Linked DNA regions of Mus musculus: region 2 is linked to region 1. Evidence: chromatin contacts called from public Hi-C data. All regions are on one chromosome and are shown on one strand. The core of a region is the stretch at or near the end of the contact, and the rest is flanking DNA. Distances in the headings are between cores, read along the strand shown.

Region 1 (4,391 bases), core at 1,406-3,905:
TACTTCTTTCTGTTTCTGTGGGTTTACTTAGTCTGGACATTTCACAGAATCCAAACCATACCATGAGTGCCTCCCACACTGAGGGTGATATTTTCCAAGCTGATTCTTGTAACATGTATCAGTGTATGTGTGGCGTATGTGCGCACCTGTAGGGAGGGGCACATGTGTGGACTTGTGAGTGCACATTATCCGTTGAGACAGAATCTCTCACTTGGACCCAGAACTGGCTGCTTGAGGTAATCTAGCTAGTCAGCCAGCTCTGGGAATCCTGTCTCTGTCTTCCAAGCCACCCAGCCCACCTGGCATTTTTGTGGGCTCCGGGAGATCCGGGCTACAGCCCTCCTGCTTGAACAGCAGGCACATAAATCACGGAGCCACCTCCTCAGCCCCTTCTTTCGGCACTTTTACTCTTTTTTATGACTGCACGATCTGTTGCTTGGATGAATCACATTTTGTTTAGCCATTCATTTGCCAATGGGCATTTGGGTCGTCTTAAGTGGTATTCATTTATTTTGTTGTTGTTCTTAACAGCGCTGCCAGGACCATGGGTGTCCACGTTTTTGCCTGAGCAGCGTGCTGGGTTTTCTGAGGGTACACACCTCGGAGTGGACCTGCCTGGTCACGTGGTAGTTCTATGTTTAGCTTTTGAAGAACCACTAAACGGACTCACTTTTATGCTTATGATTTACAAAGTGTCTTGATCACCAGTTACACAAAGCAGCCAAACCCCAGCCCGGGCTTTAAACGTTTCTTTTCAGAAACCCTGATTAGGGCAGCCAGGCTCAACCCGAGCCAAATTTGTTCCAAGGCGAGGTTCCACTCAGGACTTTGAACAGCCTCCCTGCTGTGTTACATGTCCCGACAAGAACTGGCCAGGCAGGAATCCCTTCCTGCCTCCTAGGCATCCTTGCTTTTCCACTCTGTTGTGTACACCTCAGGAAAACGAAGATGCTTAATCTAACGTACGCATTTCCCTCCTCTGTTTCTGCTAATGAATTCGGACTAGAACATGGAGGTAATTCAGGGCCTTGGTGTCTACCTGTCCTGGGTAGAAGCTGGCCTTTTCACGGCCCTAGAACAGGGTATCCCTAACAGTGATCAAGGTATATACAGAGATCAACCATCTATGACAGACTTTGGTCACAAATCAGTCCTGACTTTAGCAATCCACAGATGCTGGATGCGAGCTCAGCCTACTTTGCACACAGCCTACTCTGTGGGCTCAGGTCCGCTCGCGGTCTCAGTGGATGTAACAGGAGACAATTCTACTACATGTATTGTTTACTGCAGCCAGTGTAGTGAGTGAGTCGTGAGCTACCCAGTCATTGGCCCAAATGGACAGTAACTGATGGACTGACTTATAGTGCTGGTTTTTAAAATTTTAAACTTGTGCATGTCACGGTGTTGACCTCTTTACCCCAACTCCCTAACACACAGGAAGTTCCCAAGTTGCACACGAGTCAGGTCCCAGGAGCAAAACCAGACAGGCATCAACTTTGAAACTGACAAGAATGAAGAAGTTGGCTTCTGAGGTCCTTGCTACAGTCATTCAGCTGTCACTAGTCACGTGTTCCCCAGGAGTCTCTTTTTCAGGTGTTCTGGCCTGATCTGCTGGTATGACAGAAAAAAAAAAGTTTCTTGTCTGTCATATCCTCTGTAATCCGGCAGGAAACCCAAAATGTGCCTGCTGCAGTCCTAGGCTGAGCGCTTATCTGCTTCCTTGGGAAGAACGTGCATCAGAGTGTCCGGTTTAGGGGGATTTTCAACATGACCTCACCCTCTCCACCATTCACTGACCTCAGAAGGCATTACCCAAGTCACAAGTGCAGCTCGGATGGGAATCTAATGAGTGAGCCAGCCGCCAGCGACCTTCCTGGCACATCTCACGAGAACATCAACTCCAACTTCCCCTCAAACCAGGGCAGGTTATCAATAGTGCCCTGAGCTGCTAGGGTGAGGTGTTGATCAATAACGACATCTGACATCTACTTATCCTTCCAGATTCGGGATGGTTAGGATGACAAGGGGGCGGGGAAGGGTCGCTGCTAATTAAACGCACGATCTTGAAGGAAAGCTCTTGCCTGCCGGTAATACCAGAAACGGACAGGGAGGCTGAAGCAAGACGATTGTCACAAATTTAAGCCAACTTGGGCCGCAGGGATCTTGTCTCAAGAGTTAAAACAAAACAAAACAAAACAAGGCAAACTGTAACGAAGGAAGGCTTGCACTGGTCGGGTGCGGGGATGTCCCAGCCAATGGTCTCAAAATAGGTCGCGTGAAGGTGACAGCAAGCGGCGGGCGAGTAACTATGGGAAAGGGCAGTGGGATCTGTAGTGAGAAAGATGCCCCAGCGGAAAGGGGTCAGGATGGGCTTTGCTTACTCGCCTCGGGGCTCCGGGAAGCGGTGGCACTAAAGGGAAACAGAAACTCTGGATCCGCAGGCGCGCGCGCCCAGCCTGGCCCACGTGACCCGGGCTCCGCCGCTCTCCGAGCGCGCTCCCGGCTGCACAGGAGCGCGTGACTCCCGCCGCTGCCGCTCCCTCCTCCGCTCGGCGTGCCTGCGTGCGCGTACCCGAAAGGCAGCGGGCACGCGCACGCCCAGAGGGCCGCCGCCCCTCCCCGGGCCCGCCCTCCCTCCCTCCCTCCCTCCCTCCCACCCTCCCCCGGCCGGCGCGGCCCGCCCTGGCGAGTCAGTCCTCGGGTTCCCTCCCTCCCCGGGCGCGCTCGGGCCGCCGCTGCGCTCCCCGCCCTCCAGCCGCCTTGCCGGAGCCGCCCGCTGCCGGAGGAGGAGGTGGAGGAGCCGCAGGGGCCCGCCGAGGCGGCGGCGGCGGCAAGATGGCGGACTTCCTGCCGTCGCGCTCCGTGCTGTCCGTGTGCTTCCCGGGCTGCGTGCTGACGAACGGCGAGGCCGAGCAGCAGCGCAAGTCCAAGGAGATCGACAAATGCCTGTCGCGGGAGAAGACCTACGTGAAGCGGCTGGTGAAGATCCTGCTGCTGGGCGCGGGCGAGAGCGGCAAGTCCACCTTCCTGAAGCAGATGCGGATCATCCACGGCCAGGACTTCGACCAGCGCGCGCGCGAGGAGTTCCGCCCCACCATCTACAGCAACGTGATCAAAGGTGCGGGGCGCGGCGGGGCTCGGGGACCCCTGGGGAGCCGGGCCGGGCACCGCCCTCATCCGCCGGGTCCCCAGTCGGAGGAGACCGAACGGGATCAGATCGGACGGGCGAGCGGGTGGGCGCGCCTTGGGCACCGTTCTGTGCGCCCTGTTGCCCTGGTCCCTTCGATCCGGGACGCCCCGCTGTCCCCCCCGTGCTACCCCGGTGAGGGTCACGGTCGGCCCAGCACTCCGCGGCTGGCCTCGCCCCCTCCAAGAGGGAAGTGCGGCGAGTAGGGTGACTCGGGGCAGCGGGGCAACTTGTGTCCTCCCTGCACTCCGGGCAAGACCACCCATCAGTAGCCCCAGGTCCTACACTCCCTATCCCTTCCTATCCTTCTTTCCTTTCTGCCCGTCCCTGGTGGGTGACCCTAGTAACCGGGTATGTTACCCTTCCAGCTTTGGGCTTCCTAGGCCACCTCTTGACTTAAGCAAGTTCTGGAACGGTTGTAATGAGGAAACTTTTTTTTTTTTTTTTTTTTTTTTTTTACCCTGAGACTCTTGTCAAGGGCATAGAGTGACAGCCTCTAGAGCCTTTTGGGGCAAGAGTATGAAACTCACGTTTACTGAACTGGCATCAGGAAAGTCTATTAAAAAAAATTAGCGCGAGTGGTTTTATCGGCTCATTGCTACAGGATGTTTGTAATCACAGTTCAACATGTTGCACACTTTTTTTTTTCTTAATAACTCGAGACAGGAGAAAAAAACAGTATCATTTCATATCATTTCTAATGCTTTCATGAATTTATGTTTAAATACATGTGCTGGACTGCATGGTGGGCTTCACAAATCCTGTTGAACAGTATTTTAAATACTGTTCCTTAAGTGAAAACCACCCAATATTTTTATTCCTTAGTGTTCAAATAAGTTGCAGAGGTGGCTTTTATTTTTATCATTTAAAAGAATCATCTTGTTTTTTTTAATTTTTTTTTCTTTAGTGTCAGGTATTTTCTACCTAAGAGAAGTTGGCAGAGTTGAGGCACAGCAGCACATCAGAAAACAGATTTCTGAGTGGTTAAGGAGTCACCCTATTAAATCTAGGGCTTGGAAGCAAACTTTAATTTTGTAGGTCTTTTCAAGGAGTTGTGTGACTTTTTTTTAAGCATATTTTTTGTTGTTCAAGAAGAACATAAGCAAACTCCCTCATGGGTCCGTTCCCCCCACCCCCTTCAGTGTTTCAAGTAGGGAAAGACTAGAGAAGATGCTTTGCCAGGCAGAGAGGGGAGAGGGCGAGG
Region 2 (4,391 bases), core at 985-3,484, 1.0 Mb after region 1:
GTCCCAGGAAACAGTCTATAAAACAGGCCCTGACGATTGTAAGATTCTTTTGCCACTTGCAGAAATCACCTGCTTACTGAAGATTAATTCATACTAATGGTTTTTGTTTTGTGGCAGAAGTTATCGGGAGAAAAGGCAACTGAAAGAGAGAGAAAAACAGAGGGAGGCAGGGACTGACCATGGAGCTCAGTGCTCAGCATGCACAAGGCCCTGGCTTTCATTTCAGTGCTCAGCACGCACAAGGCCCTGGCTTTCATTTCCAGCACAGAAAATACCTTTAATTAAAATAAAATAAAATAAAAATCAGCTTTAAAATAATGGAACTTCCCTTTTCCCTCTGCAGCTGAGGATGATGTTGAATTACTCTTCCTCCTGCTTCTGCCTCCAGAGCACAGGGATTGCAGGTGGGTGACCCCACACCTGGTTACTGCAGTGCCAGAGGTAGACCCCAGGCCTCTGTGGTAGAGAAGAAAGCACTCTACCACCAAGCTACATCCCCCACCTTATTAATTCCCAAGTGCCCTAATTTTTTCCCATCCTAGCCGAATTCACCATCAAAACAATGCAGAGAAATTAAGAATATATATGGTGGTGCACGCCTTTAATCCCAGCATTGGGGAGGCAGAGGCAGGCGGATTTCTGAGTTCGAGGCCAGCCTGGTCTACAGAGTGAGTTCCAGGACAGCCAGGGCTATACAGAGAAACCCTGTCTCGAAAAACAAAAAAAAACAAAACAAAACAAAAATATATATATATATTATATGTCCTTAGTGTATTAATGTATGTGTTTCTCTTTGTGGGTATATTCATCATCAAAACAGTACAGAAAATTGAGAATATATTACATATTCTTATATGTTAATGTATGTGTTTCTCTATATAAATGGATGTGATTCTCACATACATATTTATATATATATATATATATATATATATATATATATATATATATGAATATAAATGTATGTGTGTGTGTGCGTGTGCGCACGCGCGGGCGCGCATGCTGCTTCTATACTTCTCCACTGAACAAAGCACTCTAAGCTGGCTAAGGTTAGAGATGTAGCTTGGGTGACTAGGAAGGCTCCGGATTACAATCTCATCATACTCTCGGGCAGGTCTCTCCATACATGACTGCTTTCATCAGAATCTCTGGCGAGGGTTCTAGAGACTGAGAAGAATAGAGGTGGCGGTAGAAAAGCCCACCAAAAGTTCCTATCCTCCCCATCACGCTGAGCAAGAAAAAGCAAACAAATTCAACTCACATCGATTAAGTACCACATGCTAGAGGTTGTATGATGGACAGAAAAACAAAAACAAACAAACAAACAAACAAACAAAGCTCGACTCTCGCGAGATTTACTGAGGAGTGAGGCTGATGGGAAATTAAAGAGACTGAAACAAGCAAAGGGCGGAAGTCAGCAGGCATCAGAAAAAGTGACCTTTGAATTGCGACTTTTTTTTTTTTTTTTTTTTGGTTTTTCGAGACAGAACTGTGACTTTAAGGAGGTCAAGGAGTCGTCCCTGAGGCCATGGTGGGGTGGGGATCCAGGTAGAAAACCCTGAGGCAGGTGAACGCCTGCAATTAAAGTCTAACAAGGAGAATCCAGATGAAACCTGCTTTTCTTTCTTCAGGAAGGCCAGCTGTCATCCCCCAAGCTTTTGAGTCTTTCGTAGGGCTCCAGTTAAGGAGATCTTCCTTCTAGTCTTCTAAATGCCTGCATTTTGTTATATGAATAATTACATGGCAGTCAAAAACCAGAAAGTGTCCCAAGACGGGGGTGGGGGGGGTGGGGGGGGGAGGGGAAGGCTTGAAGGGGGAAGGTGACGAGAGAGTACAACAGAAGTGACATGTGATATGACAGTGGGGACACCAGCTTATGTGGAGTGGGGGGCGGGGCAGGCAGGGAGATGGACCGGGATGGGAGGGGAGGTGAGCAACCAAAACCAAACTTGTATGTTTAATTATATGATTAATACTTATATTATTATATAAAGAGGCAGCCAGCCTGTGGAGTCTTAGGTAATCCGTGTGCATACCGAAGTCTAAGCGTCCACACTCAGGAATGGGAAGCCTTCTCAAAGAATAAAATATTACATTGTATTTGCTGTGCCGTTCTGTTTGTAAGGTCACATGCTCAAACGTGGAACGATTTAGAGAGTAGCAATCACAAGCCCTTCTGAGCGCTGAACAAGAAAACTCAGATGTCTCAAAAAAAGAGAAGAATTTAGGAACAAAGAAAGAAGAAGTGAAAGCCGGGTATTGACTTTAAATCTATCGGAACAGAGAGCCACACAGCTGTGATGACTATCATGAGTGAGGGGACGTGAAGGTGACACAGAGACAGGATAACCTTAAAACCCCTCTAGCTCACCATGAAAATAGGAAGAAGAGCGTTTCAATCTTTCAAAGAAGGTATTCCATGGGTACCAAGATTGAAGTACAATGTATTTTAAGACAGAATTACCTAACCAGCATAAAGTTATAGATCTACCTGCAGCACCACACGCAAGCTAAGTGAAAATCAACAAACCAAACAAAATAGCGAAAGGATCCTGTTTTTATACCTGGCTTCTTGTTGTTATTGTTGTTGTTGTTAACCTTATAGACATATTTCAGGAAACGAGTTCTTTTGTGGTGAAGAAACAAACGTGTGAAGTTCACCCATTTCTTCTATTTCATTTCCTTTTTTTGTTGTTGTTGTTGTTCTATACAGAACTCAAGAAAGCTTACTGCTTTAATTATAGTAGCATTTATAATTATTTGTAGCACCTTATCTTTCTTATTGTCAGTCCAGCACCCGTCCTTTATCTGAACATACTCCAAAAAATGCCAACATTTTTGTTATGCGTGAGTGGTACCTGAAGTGGTGTTCAGTGTTGAAATCCTAAGCATTTAAATGGTCATGTTTCTTATATATCTTCCTTGGCTTAATTACTTCAAACAAATGTACATAATTGAAGGAAAACATAGTGGACATAAGAAATCCTGTGACAAAGGGAAGGTGGGCATAAAGTTGCCCACCTCTATCTGAGGACCTAATGCAACAGATAGCTTCTGAGAGAGGGGGAGTCAATTTTCTTTAATGGGCTGACCCCTGTTAGGTCCAGGCCTCACACCCAAGAGTATCTAGGCAGCACAAATTGAACTTCCTGGGTAGAAGGAGAGCATGTTTGGAAGATAAGGGAGTTTGGGCAGAGGGTAGAGCGGGGAATCTAGGAGGAGGTAGGGAAGGGTGCATGAATATGACCAAAACCTCGAATTACATTATCAAAAAATTAATTAAAATATTTTTAGACAATAAAAATGGAAAACCAGGCATTTTCAAAACTGGAAAACAACTCATTTGATTTAGATGAGTTTTTATTGTCGTCCAGTCGTTTTTCCATTTTGATTTTTTTTTTTTTTTTTTTTGCAGAGTAGCAAGAAACGAAGATTAGCATCAAGAAATAAGTGATAAAAGTCGTATACTGTTAAAAGATTCGGCTCTGAGAAATCCAATTGCTTTGCATCTTCATATAAAGTAGAATCCTTCATACCCTGGGGGTTTTCAAAGGATTTTCAGCTGCTTCTTGGAATTCGGCAATTGCTGATAGCACACTTTCAGCTCTTCTGTTCTTGCAAAAGCTCACTCTGCAGTTAGATACCATGCCTGCTGTGCACCTGCCCACGTCAACATGCTGCACTCAGACTGCCACCAGCTGACTTATTAATTTCAGTGAGTTTAGAATGCAATTACGAATTGCCCAGACAAATGTCTCTGAATAACCGTAACTCCTCGTATACAAGTTGACATCCAAATTATCGATATGTTTGGTGGAAAGGGATTTCTTCAGTTCGGATTCACAAATCTTCGTGATGAGACCTTGCAGCTAAGTAGCACGCAGGCAGAAATGCACACAGTCCTATTAAGAATGAGTAGCTGGAGAGGTGGCTCAGTGATCAAGAGCACTGGCTGCCCTGGCAGAGGGCTCAGGTTTGATGCCCAGCACCCATACAGTAGCTCAGAAACTGTTAACTTACATTTCAGGGGCTCCAATGCCCTGTTCGTATCTCTGAGGGCATTGCACACACATGCTGCACAGACATACATGCAGGCGAACATTCACACGCTTAAAAGAAAACCGTTGGTTGGTTTTGGAAAGAACTAGCTTTTGACCTGGATTCTTCCAGGTACAGCAATCTACCCAGATTTTTCTTTTCTTTCTTTTCTTCTTTTACTTTTTTTTTTTTTTTTTTTTGAGACAGGGTCTTTCTACATAGCCCTGGCTATCCTAGAACTCACTATCTACGTCGGCTTGGAACTCACAGAGATCTGCTGACCTCTGGTACTGGGATTAAGTGTGTGCATTGCCTGCCAGGCTCATTCTTCTTTAGTGGAGAAAACAGGATGT

What was found. Hi-C and Micro-C count contacts between places; a contact is called where the count stands out from the background.
Region 2: a contact with region 1 is called in a Hi-C map of B cells, with 6 read pairs. The contact joins the enhancer-like site here to the promoter of Gna13 in region 1. A contact is called at or near these places in 1 of 39 promoter capture datasets (liver), 1 of 484 Hi-C or Micro-C datasets (B cells) and 4 of 115 datasets of contacts at active chromatin or transcription factors (embryonic stem cells, extraembryonic endoderm stem cells and pancreatic cancer cells).

Annotation. Positions count from the first base shown.
Region 1 is chr11:109,360,139-109,364,529 of GRCm38.p6, forward strand. It overlaps Gna13 (guanine nucleotide binding protein, alpha 13), which reads left to right and starts at 2,656. Exons shown (of 4, transcript NM_010303.3): 1 at 2,656-3,118. The coding sequence starts at 2,836. Gm11696 (predicted gene 11696) reads right to left here and starts at 3,516. Exons shown (of 2, transcript NR_038097.1): 1 at 2,968-3,516.
Region 2 is chr11:110,370,562-110,374,952 of GRCm38.p6, forward strand. No RefSeq gene overlaps it. Among named protein-coding and RNA genes, the nearest start is that of Map2k6, 26 kb to the right of the region's middle. Within about 2 kb of position 2,235, at least 36 of the 459 cell types and tissues checked have an H3K27ac peak or open chromatin away from gene starts, as enhancers often do. A contact at or near this core is called in B cells, where this site is marked.